Linked DNA regions of Mus musculus: region 1 is linked to region 2. The links are chromatin contacts, called in public promoter capture Hi-C maps. All regions are on one chromosome and are shown on one strand. Each heading gives the region's core, a stretch centred on a gene start, on an enhancer-like site or on the middle of the called end of the contact. The rest is flanking DNA. Distances are from core to core; before and after follow the strand shown. Region 1 holds the start of Ldah (lipid droplet associated hydrolase). Region 2 holds the start of Wdcp (WD repeat and coiled coil containing).

Region 1 (5,112 bases), core at 2,084-4,583, 3.4 Mb after region 2:
CAACCAAGAACATCAGCAACAGTGAAGTGGAGTTGAAAGATCCTGACAGAATGTAAAAGGACACAGAAGCCCTGAAATTGGCAAGATAGATGTCAGTGTTAGCAGAACTAACTGATTTAGAAAAATAGAGGTGCACAATGCTCTGTCCACTCCTTGAACCTGTGTGTCTGCCAATGTTTGGACCGTTCCTTGACCCATGTGTGTGCCCACTGATGAAGCCCATTGCCAGGTGTTTGTGATATTGGTTGCTGAGAAAGAGTCAGAAAATCTCCCCAGCAACTACAGCCCGGCCAATCCTGAGTTGCTACACCTGCACCAGACTCTTTCCTTGTACCCCTCCCATACCCATTTCTTGAGAATAGACATTGTTTAGATCTGGAAATCCCCTACTCTCGCCCTTCCCCTTTCCCCACTGAGGGCCTATAAAAACTGGGACCTCTCTTTCCCCTCGAGGTCGACTCCTCTACCCCTGCGTGGGATATGAGTCATCCCCAGAGCTCTGGCTTTCCCTGAATAAAGCCTCATGTGGTTTGCAGCAAGCTCGGTCTATCGTGAGTTCTTGGGTGTATGCTATTGTCCTGAGGCCTGAGCGAGGGACTCCTTTTGGAGTCTTTCAGAGTCAACCAAAGCCTAGAGTGCTACAACCCAAGACAGAGCTGGAGAAGTGGCCTATGCCCTTGGGAAGGGTCCAGGTGATCATGTGTGAATCCCAGAGATTGGAACAAGAAGCTGTAAAGTAGAAGTTGCCTTGCATACCCTGTGATGTTAAGAGATGCCAGAGCCATGGGATACTCGCAAAGGAAAGCAGCTAATAGGAAAAAGAACCAGCCCAAGAGAAAGAAGTGTGTTGCAGTCATCAAAGCTGAAAGGAGTCGGGACATCAGACATGGAGATGCCGGGTTTGGAGTTTGCCCAGATGGTTTTCTGTCTTGCTTTGGTCCAGTATTTCCTCACTATGACATTTTGGAATGGTAATATATATTCTGTGATGTTGGAAGTATGTGATCGGTTTTTGGATTTTGATTTCATAAGGGCTTACAGTTAAGAGGTTGCATAAAACTCAGAAGAGACTTTGAACTTTGGACTTTTAAACATCATTGATTCTGTGATGGCCTTTGTTGACTTTTGAAGTTGGACTAAATGCATTTTGCATTTTGTTACTGCTGCCAGCCTATGGAGGCCAGGGAGTGAAATGCGATGGTTTGAACAGGTTTAGCCCCATGGACTCATGGACTCTGAACCTGTAAGCCAGCCCCAATTAAATGTTTTTCTTTATAAGAGTTGCCTTGGTCATAGTGTGTCTTCACAATAGAACCCTTACCAAGACAAGCTGGCCTACAGACCAGAGATTTAGTCCTTTATCATCATGGTGGAAAGCATGGTGACATGCAGGCAGACATGATAATGGAGAGGTAGCTGAGAGTTCTACATCAAGAGCAACAGGGAGCAGGAAGTGAACTGTGAGCTGACAGGCCTTTTTTAACTTCTCAGATCTCAAAGCCCTCCCTGTAGAAATGAACTTCCTCCAACTAAACCCTACCTACTCTGAAAAGGCCACACTTCCTGATGTTGTCATTCCCTATGAACCTATAGGAGCCATTTTCTTTCAAACTATATTCCACTTCCCAGGCCCCTTATTCAAAGCCATCTTCACCAGATTTCTGTCGTTAATGGTTTCCTTCACTGCCTAAGCTTGGCTGCCTTAGAACTCACTCTGTAGACCTGGCTGACTTTGAATGCAGAAATCTTCCAGCCTCTGCCTCCAGAGAGCATCCTATTCAGCTACTTATATAAGCTACAACAGTCATAGTCTGCCATGTAGCAAAGTGAACATTGTGTGCAAAAATATGACAACTTAGTAAGAACATGTATATTCCAAAAGTAGATGGCCCAGAGAAAACATGAAGAATACAGAAACTGCTGCAAGTAACCTGAGCCTAGCTCTCCTAACTAACTGTGGGAAAGTCAGTTTCTTCGCACCTCATTTTACACTGCAGTTAACAGAAATAATCTCTGGCCAACTATAAAGTCTGAATTGCTTCAGTTATTTCTGGCACAGGTTCAGTGAAATCAGAAACATAAATCACCTAGATGCTACATCGTAGATGCATATCCAAGAATTAAAAGAAATCCTGCACCAATGCATTCTGTCATGTAGTCTATGGATGAAAGAAGGATGGAACAGATACCCAGAAAGACGCCCTTGATATGTCAGTAGTCCTTTAACAGCATTACTGGCAGGAAATTTACACACATAAAACTGACACCACTTGGTACATATCCTATGGTCACCGTAACATAATCATTTACTTTTATGTATTTATATCTCCAAACTCTAGTGATCACTTGTTAATACTGACCACACTGAAATGCTAAGGGTTTAAAAATTAGTTCATGAAAAACTCTTAACACAATGAATATCTTTTTCTATATTCATTAAATGTTACCTATTGGATGTGGAAAGTAGAAGTGATAAAAAAGGGTTATGAAGATATTTATCGGTTTACATTCCACAGCTAGTTGGATGTTGGTTCAGTAGTTATGAGCACTAACTCCTTTTCCACAGGATTTAGGATTGATTCTCAGCACCCACATGGTGACCCATAGGCTTATGTGGTTCAGGTCCCAGGGAACCCAGTGCCCTCTTCCAGCGTCCATAGGCTCCAGGCTACTAATATACAAAAAGATTTTTAAGTTAAAATATAAGTGATGTTGGTACTATCACCGAGGTGCTGGATACAAGCGCAAAGCTTTTCCATGTGTGATAATTACTATGGGTTTTTTTTTTCTTTCTTTCTAAGTTCCATGCTTCTTCTGGCTATAATACTGCCATATTGGCGACAGTATTTTGGGGGACAGAAATACACTGATTGCCTACAATTGTACCAAGTGTTGAGGATACTATCTTGAAGTTTGTAGTAAGCTGGAAATAGCTCTGGAAGGTCGCATTATCCTGAATATGAAACTGAATACTATATGAAGTTGAATACTAGCACTAAGGTCAGCTGAGAGTCAACTTTCCTGTGATCATGAGTCAGGAATGAAAAGCAACTGGTGGTGGAAGAAAGGAAAAGTGGGCAGATGGGGGGGGGGGGGGGAATGAAAGAACCTCCAAAGAGAGGAAAAACTCGTTTACCAAAACGACAAAGAACAGAGAGCGGGTAAAATTCAGGTGGTATGCTAGAAACGCTCTATGTGCTGCTCCCAGCAATCTCGCTGACTATAAACCACCTACCCATCAAGCTGCCACCCAAACTCTCACACGGGAGATCCTTGCAAAGCGTTCTACGGGTCCCGACTTCCGGGACCGGCGCGGCGCGGCGCTGTGACGTCAGTACAGGCGGAACTTCCGGGTCTGGTGAGGCTTTGCCGAGACGTCGGCGGACGACCCCAATACCTTGTGAGTGGGCAGGTGAGGTGATGCTGCCAGTACTGTGTGGTTTGTCTGAGGAAGGGCACGTGGGCTGCGCATGGGGTGGTGCTAGGATAACTGAGCTGCCATCACCCCGCGTGCACAGCCGCTAGGCCGTGCGGTACGCGATGGCACTACACTCGCCCGACCTGTGGCCAGGTCGCCAGAGGCTCCCTGGGTAAGGATAAGCCAATGCGCTGGCAGCCAGCCTTCTAGAAATAAATCCAAGTCTGCGCTGGGGCTCCCCAGGCATCTGTGGTCGACACTGTCCCTCGTGGATTCTCCTGAGAAATCTGCTGACATTAAAATTACCTTTACCCTTGCATATGATGTGTTGTTTCACTGCTTTTAACTTTTTTTTTTATTTTAGTTTTACAAAATGCATGGCTTCTAATAGTATAGTATACATTTCCCCAGCTTGAGAAGCTCAGCTTCTTGAATCTGTAGATTTATGCCCTTCCCAATTTTGAGAAGTTTCCAGATACTCTTTCTTAAAACGTGTGTTTTAGCCCCACATTGCCTTCTCTGAAACTCTAGTTGCATGAATTTTAGGTCATTTGTCATTGTAGTACAAGTCCCGGGGCTACTGCTGAGTTTTTAGACTGTTTCCCACCAATTCAGGTTTGTAAATTTTGTGGATCTATCCACGTTCTCTCATCTCGTTCTTTGTTGATACTACTCTGCTGATAATCCACCCCATAAGTTTTGTTCTTTCAATTATTACTTTTAAATTCCTTGCTCTTGTTTCTTATATAATATTTATGGTAGCTTCTGACCTTTAGTGTGCTCTTACATTTTTCTGGGCTTTGCTGTCTTCTTAGAAGAATATTTTAATCAAGCTCTTTCTTACTTTGGGAAACTATTACATTCCAGGTGCCTTCAACATTTTTCTAAACTACTTTGATGAAGAAGTTGGAATGTTAGTAGGAGAGACTTTTAAGATCATCATGGGCAAAATATCAGGTCACTTTTTCTGAAACGTTGTATTGTATGCCTGTGTCATAAAGGGTCAATATGCTTATCAGTGTGTTGTGAGCTAATGCTATGTGACTAGTGAGGTGAGGTCCTAAGAGGTGAGGCAACTTTGTTCTCAACCTCAGGAGGCAGCCTACATGCACTGCAAGAACCTATTAAAATTGGCCATGTGAAAAGATTAAATATGAATTAAATATAAGATTATGTGTTCAACCTATTTTTGTTTTAGAGCATTCATTGTTAAGCTTATCAATAAAGGTACTTCCAGATGACCCCTGTCCCAGTGAACAAGTCAAAGCCAGCTGTTGAGTTTTTCTTAGCTAACTCTACTTTGGATTGTTCCAAAACTGCCTGTGCTGTACTCTATAAATTTCTAACCCACACAATCTGTGAGAATATAACATATCTTCAGGTATTAAGTTTTATGGTGGTATGTCATGTACCAAGAATAAATGAAATCCCTTGTATTTTCTAGGAACCTTTTATTTATTTTTTTTTAAAGATTTATTTATTTACTATATGTAAGTACACTGTAGCTATCTTCAGACACTCCAGAAGAGGGCATCAGATCTCATTACAGATGGTTGTGAGCCACCATGTGGTTGCTGAGATTTGAACTCAGGACCTTTGGAAGAGCAGTTGGTGCTCTTAACCGCTGAGCCATCTCTCCAGCCCCCGGAACCTTTTATTTTTTTAAACTGTAACAGCTATCAGCGCATGTTCCT
Region 2 (5,095 bases), core at 959-3,458:
CAGTAGCAGCGGTTAATCGAGAGGTTGCAGCTCAGGAGATAGCAGCCGCAGCCTAGGACAGTGGCTGGACATAACCCCCTTGCCCTAAGGTGGCCGCCTTCACTCCCCAAGGTGAGCGGGCGCAGAATGGGATGGTGCGTTGTCCTCTGAAACCCACAAGAATCGGGGAAGGAGGTCTCCTCCTGTCGCCCGCATCTTTGACCCTCTCCCCGCTTCAGGTCCCCGGAGCCACCTCGGAATCAGATCCCAGCCCGCGGACTCCGCCCCGGGACCCCTCCTCCTCCCGGGCCCAGCCGCCCGGTACCGTCTCCTGGGGAGATGGTCTCGATCTCCACGCCCATCACGGTCCCACAGGCCCCGCCTCCAAGGGGGTCCTCGCGGCTGCCCCGACCCCGGCTCCGCTCTGGCGCGGACCCCGCAGGCACTCCCGCTCGCCTTCTTGCCGCCACTGCAGAGCCGGAGGAGGTGCGGCTGGAGTCAGGACCTGCGCGGGGAGGGGCCGCCGGGAAGGGGGCGGCGGGGTGGAGCTGTGCGACAAGGTGGGGTCGGCCGGGGCGGAGCCCGAGGGAAGCGACCCTGACGTGGCTGCTCCGGATCCTGGCCAGACTAACCACCATTAACCCACTGGCTGAAAGGGGAGGCAGGGTGAGCGAGGCGTGCCGGCACTAGCACATCCACACATCTATCCACTCAGTGTATATTTATTTAGCACCTACAGGGTGCAAAGCCCCAGGGAGTCCACTCAATCCTACAGACTAGGAGAAAGTCGGTAATTAAACTAACTCTTTAAATACGTGTGCTCAGTGCCGTGGGGTTCAGAGTAAAACGGAAGCACCCGAGACTGATACCTACCCGGGTTAGGCTTCCCGAATCTATTGGAGCAGAGCCGGCGAAGGGAAGAAACCAATTATTGACGAATTTTCCTCAACCACCTTAAGACCACATTCATCATTCCTCAAAGTTTTACAGCAGGTATATGTATTGGAGGTCTCACCTTTCAAGGTAAAGGACTGCTCCCTGGGGATTCCAACTGAATTAAAGGAGGATCAGCTCTGTGCTGAAGATACAGCGACAGCCTGAATGGTGAATGCTATAGAAGGAATGAATGAATTCTTTTACCTCTACCCAAACCAAACCAGGATCTAAAAAGATACTTTTGTCCTTCCCCAATCCGAATTCCGCTTCCTTGGTCCTGGGACTTGAATCCAGGGAAGCCAGGGCCTGTTCACTCACGCTAAGCTAACAGAGGTTACGTCCATGGCCCCTAGGAAGATACATTGGGAGGAGAAAACATTTGCTTGAAGGCTGAAGGAGACTTTAAGAAATGCCCCCCACCCCCATCTTTTCTACACCCGTTGCACAGATCTGAATTTGTTTCTGACAAGAGCCAATGGGAGGTGAGTATGGGAGAAGGACCTATTTATTCAAAGGCCCAGAACTGGAACTTGACGCATTTTCCTCAGTTTCTCCATCTCCACTCTTCCAAGTGGCTAGCTCGCAGATACTAGCTTGCCAGGATACAAGGACTAAAGTTGGTGCTCAGAAAAGCTGGTTTACGGTACTGTGCACGTTAGGATCAGAAAAAAACCCGTGTGTGTGCCCTAGAGTCGTCAGGGCTTAAGGCAAACAAACAAACAAAAAAGCTTAAGACACCCCACCCTCCAACCCTGACCCTCACCCCCCTACTGGTTATGGCCTTGGGCAGGTACTTTGAGATCGGGGTAGAACAGATCTGCTACTTGGGCAGGCCTACGAGGCTGGCTTCAGGTAAACGGATGTATTTACATTTTGGGAGTGATATTTTATGGGATTTTTAAATGTGGAGTTCTTGACTCCCCTCTAAACTAAACACTAACTTTTTACACATGTTGACTGTAGAATTCCGATTCCCTCTTGCCAACCAATTTTTTTTTTCTCTGTATAGCCCTGGCTGTCCTGGAACTCACTCTGTAGACCAGGCTGGCCTAGAACTCAGAAATCTGCCTGCCTCTGCCTCCCAAGTGCTGGGATTAAAGGCGTGTGCCACCACGCCCGGCTCTTGCCAACCACTTCTAAGAGAACAGTTGAGACCTGCGTGGGAAAAGAGGTTGAAGCACTTGAGGTGTATTGTGAAGATTTTCGGGCGGTGATTTCGCGGGAACTACAACTCCCAGAAACACTTGCGGCAAAGCCCGCGCTTAATGGCCATCGGAAGGACCCGCCGCTAACGTGACGCACTCAATAGCCAATAGTCTAGAGGCATCTCCGAGGTCCAAAGGCCGAGGCTTCCGTTAGGTGCCCGGGACTTCTGATTCCCGGTCCTGTGACGTGAGCGGCCCCGGGATTTTACGTGTGGGACGGGGAGGCAGAAGACTAAGGTATTTCGTTGTGTGTGTGTGTGTGAAGTGGGTGGCACTTCAGGCCCAGGGATGTAGGCGTGGGGAGAAGTTGAGGGAGAGTTGGAAGAGGACCAGGCTGCAGTAGAAGCAAGCTCACGGTGTGGGTTTTAACAAGTGCCCTTGGGATACACGAGTGATACTTCTGGTAATAGAGCTTAAGGAATATAGCCTTGTTTGTAGTAAGTTAAAGTCGCCTACGAACTTTGAGATGTTTGAACAAACCGAACTAAGAACTTGGTTTAAATTACAAATGATAATAGCCGAGCTTTTGGTTAATTCCAGGAGGCTCTAACGGGATGATCAGTTAAGCTGTTGCCAGTATCTCTGTCTCACGTCTCTCATCCTTCTGGGAAGCTAGATGGGGAGTTTTGGTTTTGGTTTGGTTTTTATCTGGTTTGGTCTTTTTGAGACTGGGTGTCATTTTGCAATCAGTGCTAGCCTAGACCTAGCTGGACTCGAGGCAGTGTGTGTGTGTGTGTGTGTGTGTGTGTGCCTGCGCCCGCGCGCCCGCCTCAGCGTTTGCGCACGCACGTGCACTTGCTTTGGTGCATAGCTGGAAGTCATAGGACAACTTTTGTGAGTTGGTTCTCTCCTGCCACTTTGTGGGGTCCAGGGGTTGGACTCAGGTATAAATAAGGCTTGTGTACAAGCCCCTGATAACTGCTGGGCTATGTTGACTGGCTTTCAGGTTTTGTTTTGTTAAATGATAAGATCCTTACTTGCTTTGGCTTTACTAACCTTACATCAGTGACTCCCAAATCCTTCCCTGTGACTGCCTAAGGTACATCTACTGCTACCTTACAGGCACCTTCATGAAACACGTTTAATACCACTACATAAAACTCATCTAATACTAAATTTTGTCACAGCTTGCAGTATCTCAGTCGGTGGAGTGTTTGCCTAGCATACAGAGGGTTCTGGGTTCCATCCCCTGCACCGCATAAACTGGACCGGTATTATTCTCAATACTCAGGAAGTGCAGGCAGGAGAACAGGAAGCTCTAGGCCTGTCTGGGCTACGTGAGGGTCTGTATGAAAAATAAATACCTTACATACTACACACCTTTCTCATCTTCAAAGCATGCCTGCCTTCTGCATCTCTGACTAATGGTTCAACTCTTTCTCAAGCTAAAATTTTGCATGCTGTCCCTCAAGTATTTTTCAGTCTTCACATTCTGTGAGCGCAGTCTTTCTGTCTTAGAGAAGCGCCTCTGGCATCCAGCACCTCGTCTTCCTCTGGGAAAACAGCTGCACACTTTGTTTCCTCTCTCTTTTTTATTTTATCCTTTTTCTTTTTCCATTTGGTTTGGGGTTTTTGTTTATCTGTCCAACCTCCCCCCCGACCCCACCCCACCCCACACACACACGGGGTTTCTCTGTGTAATCTTGGCTGTCTTGGAACTCACTCTATAGATCAGGTTGGCCTTGAGATCTGTCTGCCTCTGCCTTTCCGGTACAGGGATTAAAAGAATGCACCATCACCGCCTGGCTCCTTTTTTTCCCCTTCTTGCTCTGGCCTGGTTTGCTTTGTCCCAAAGATTGATTGATTGCTGGCCTGGTTTGCTTTGTCCCAAAGATTGATTGATTGATTGATTTAATTAATTAATTTAAGTACAGCTGTCTTCAGACACACCAGAAGAGGGCATCAGATCTCATTACAGATGGTTATGAGGGCATCAGATCCCATTACAGATGGTTGCGAGCCACCATGTGGATGCTGGAATTTGAATTCAGGACCTCGGGAAGAGCAGTCAGCGCTCTTAACTGCTGAGCCATCTCTCCAGCCCTTGCCTTTTTTTTTTTGTTTTTCGAGACAGGGTTTCTCTGTGTAGCCCTGGCTGTCCTGGAACTCACTCTGTAGACCAGGCTGGCCTCGAACTCAGAAATCCGCCTGCCTCTGCCTCCCGTGTGCTGGGATTAAAGGTGTGCGCCACCACACCGGGCTTGGTTTGTTTTTTCTGAGGTGGGGCACACATACTACAGCAGATCTGTGGAAGTCGCAGGACAGCTTTTGTGAGTTTGTTCTTTCCCTTAACTTTGTGGGATTCTGAGACTGACCTCAGGTTTTATGGCAAACACTATTTATTTATTTATTTATTTATTTATTTATTACATGTGAGTACACTGTAACTGTCTTCAGACACTCCAGAAGAGGGAGTCAGATCTCATTACGGGTGGTTGTGAGCCACCATGTGGTTGCTGGGATTTGAACTTGGGACCTTCAGAAAAGCAGTCGGGTGCTCTTACCCACTGAGCCATCTCACCAGTCCTATGGCAAACACTTTTATGGGCTAAGTCAACCCACTGACTCTTTGTGCACCTTATGGTTGTGGTGTTCAGACTCTTCCCCCTCCCCCCATGTGACTCTGGTCGGCCTGTATCTCCCTCCCACCCCCAAGATAGATAGATAGATAGATAGATAGATAGATAGATAGATAGGTAGATAGGTAGTAGATAGGTAGGTAGGTAGATAGGTAGTAGATAGGTAGATAGGTAGGTAGATAGGTAGGTAGGTAGATAGGTAGGTAGGTAGATAGGTAGGTAGATAGATAGGTAGGTAGGTAGGTAGGTAGGTAGGTAGGTAGAGGCTTATGCTGCCCTTTACTCTCAGAGATCCTGCTACCTCTGCCTCCTTTAGGACCAAAACAGATCAAGTTAGAAAGTTGTATCTGTAGCAAATAACACAGGCCCTTAATGTCTTGATGCTTTTTGAAAGAA

Evidence for each region. Promoter capture Hi-C pulls out the DNA fragments that hold promoters and counts their contacts.
Region 1: a promoter capture Hi-C map of pre-B cells shows a contact between it and region 2. The contact joins the promoter of Ldah here to the promoter of Wdcp in region 2. A contact is called at or near these places in 2 of 39 promoter capture datasets (cranial neural crest and pre-B cells).

What each region holds. Positions count from the first base shown.
Region 1 is chr12:8,204,793-8,209,904 of GRCm38.p6, forward strand. It overlaps Ldah (lipid droplet associated hydrolase), which reads left to right and starts at 3,334. Exons shown (of 7, transcript NM_001364261.1): 1 at 3,334-3,412. It overlaps Gm33037 (a long non-coding RNA gene), which reads right to left and starts at 3,341. Exons shown (of 4, transcript XR_381233.4): 1 at 3,236-3,341.
Region 2 is chr12:4,841,095-4,846,189 of GRCm38.p6, forward strand. Wdcp (WD repeat and coiled coil containing) reads left to right here and starts at 2,209. Exons shown (of 4, transcript NM_001170858.1): 1 at 2,209-2,357. It overlaps Fkbp1b (FK506 binding protein 1b), which reads right to left and starts at 479. Exons shown (of 4, transcript NM_016863.4): 1 at 305-479. The coding sequence starts at 341.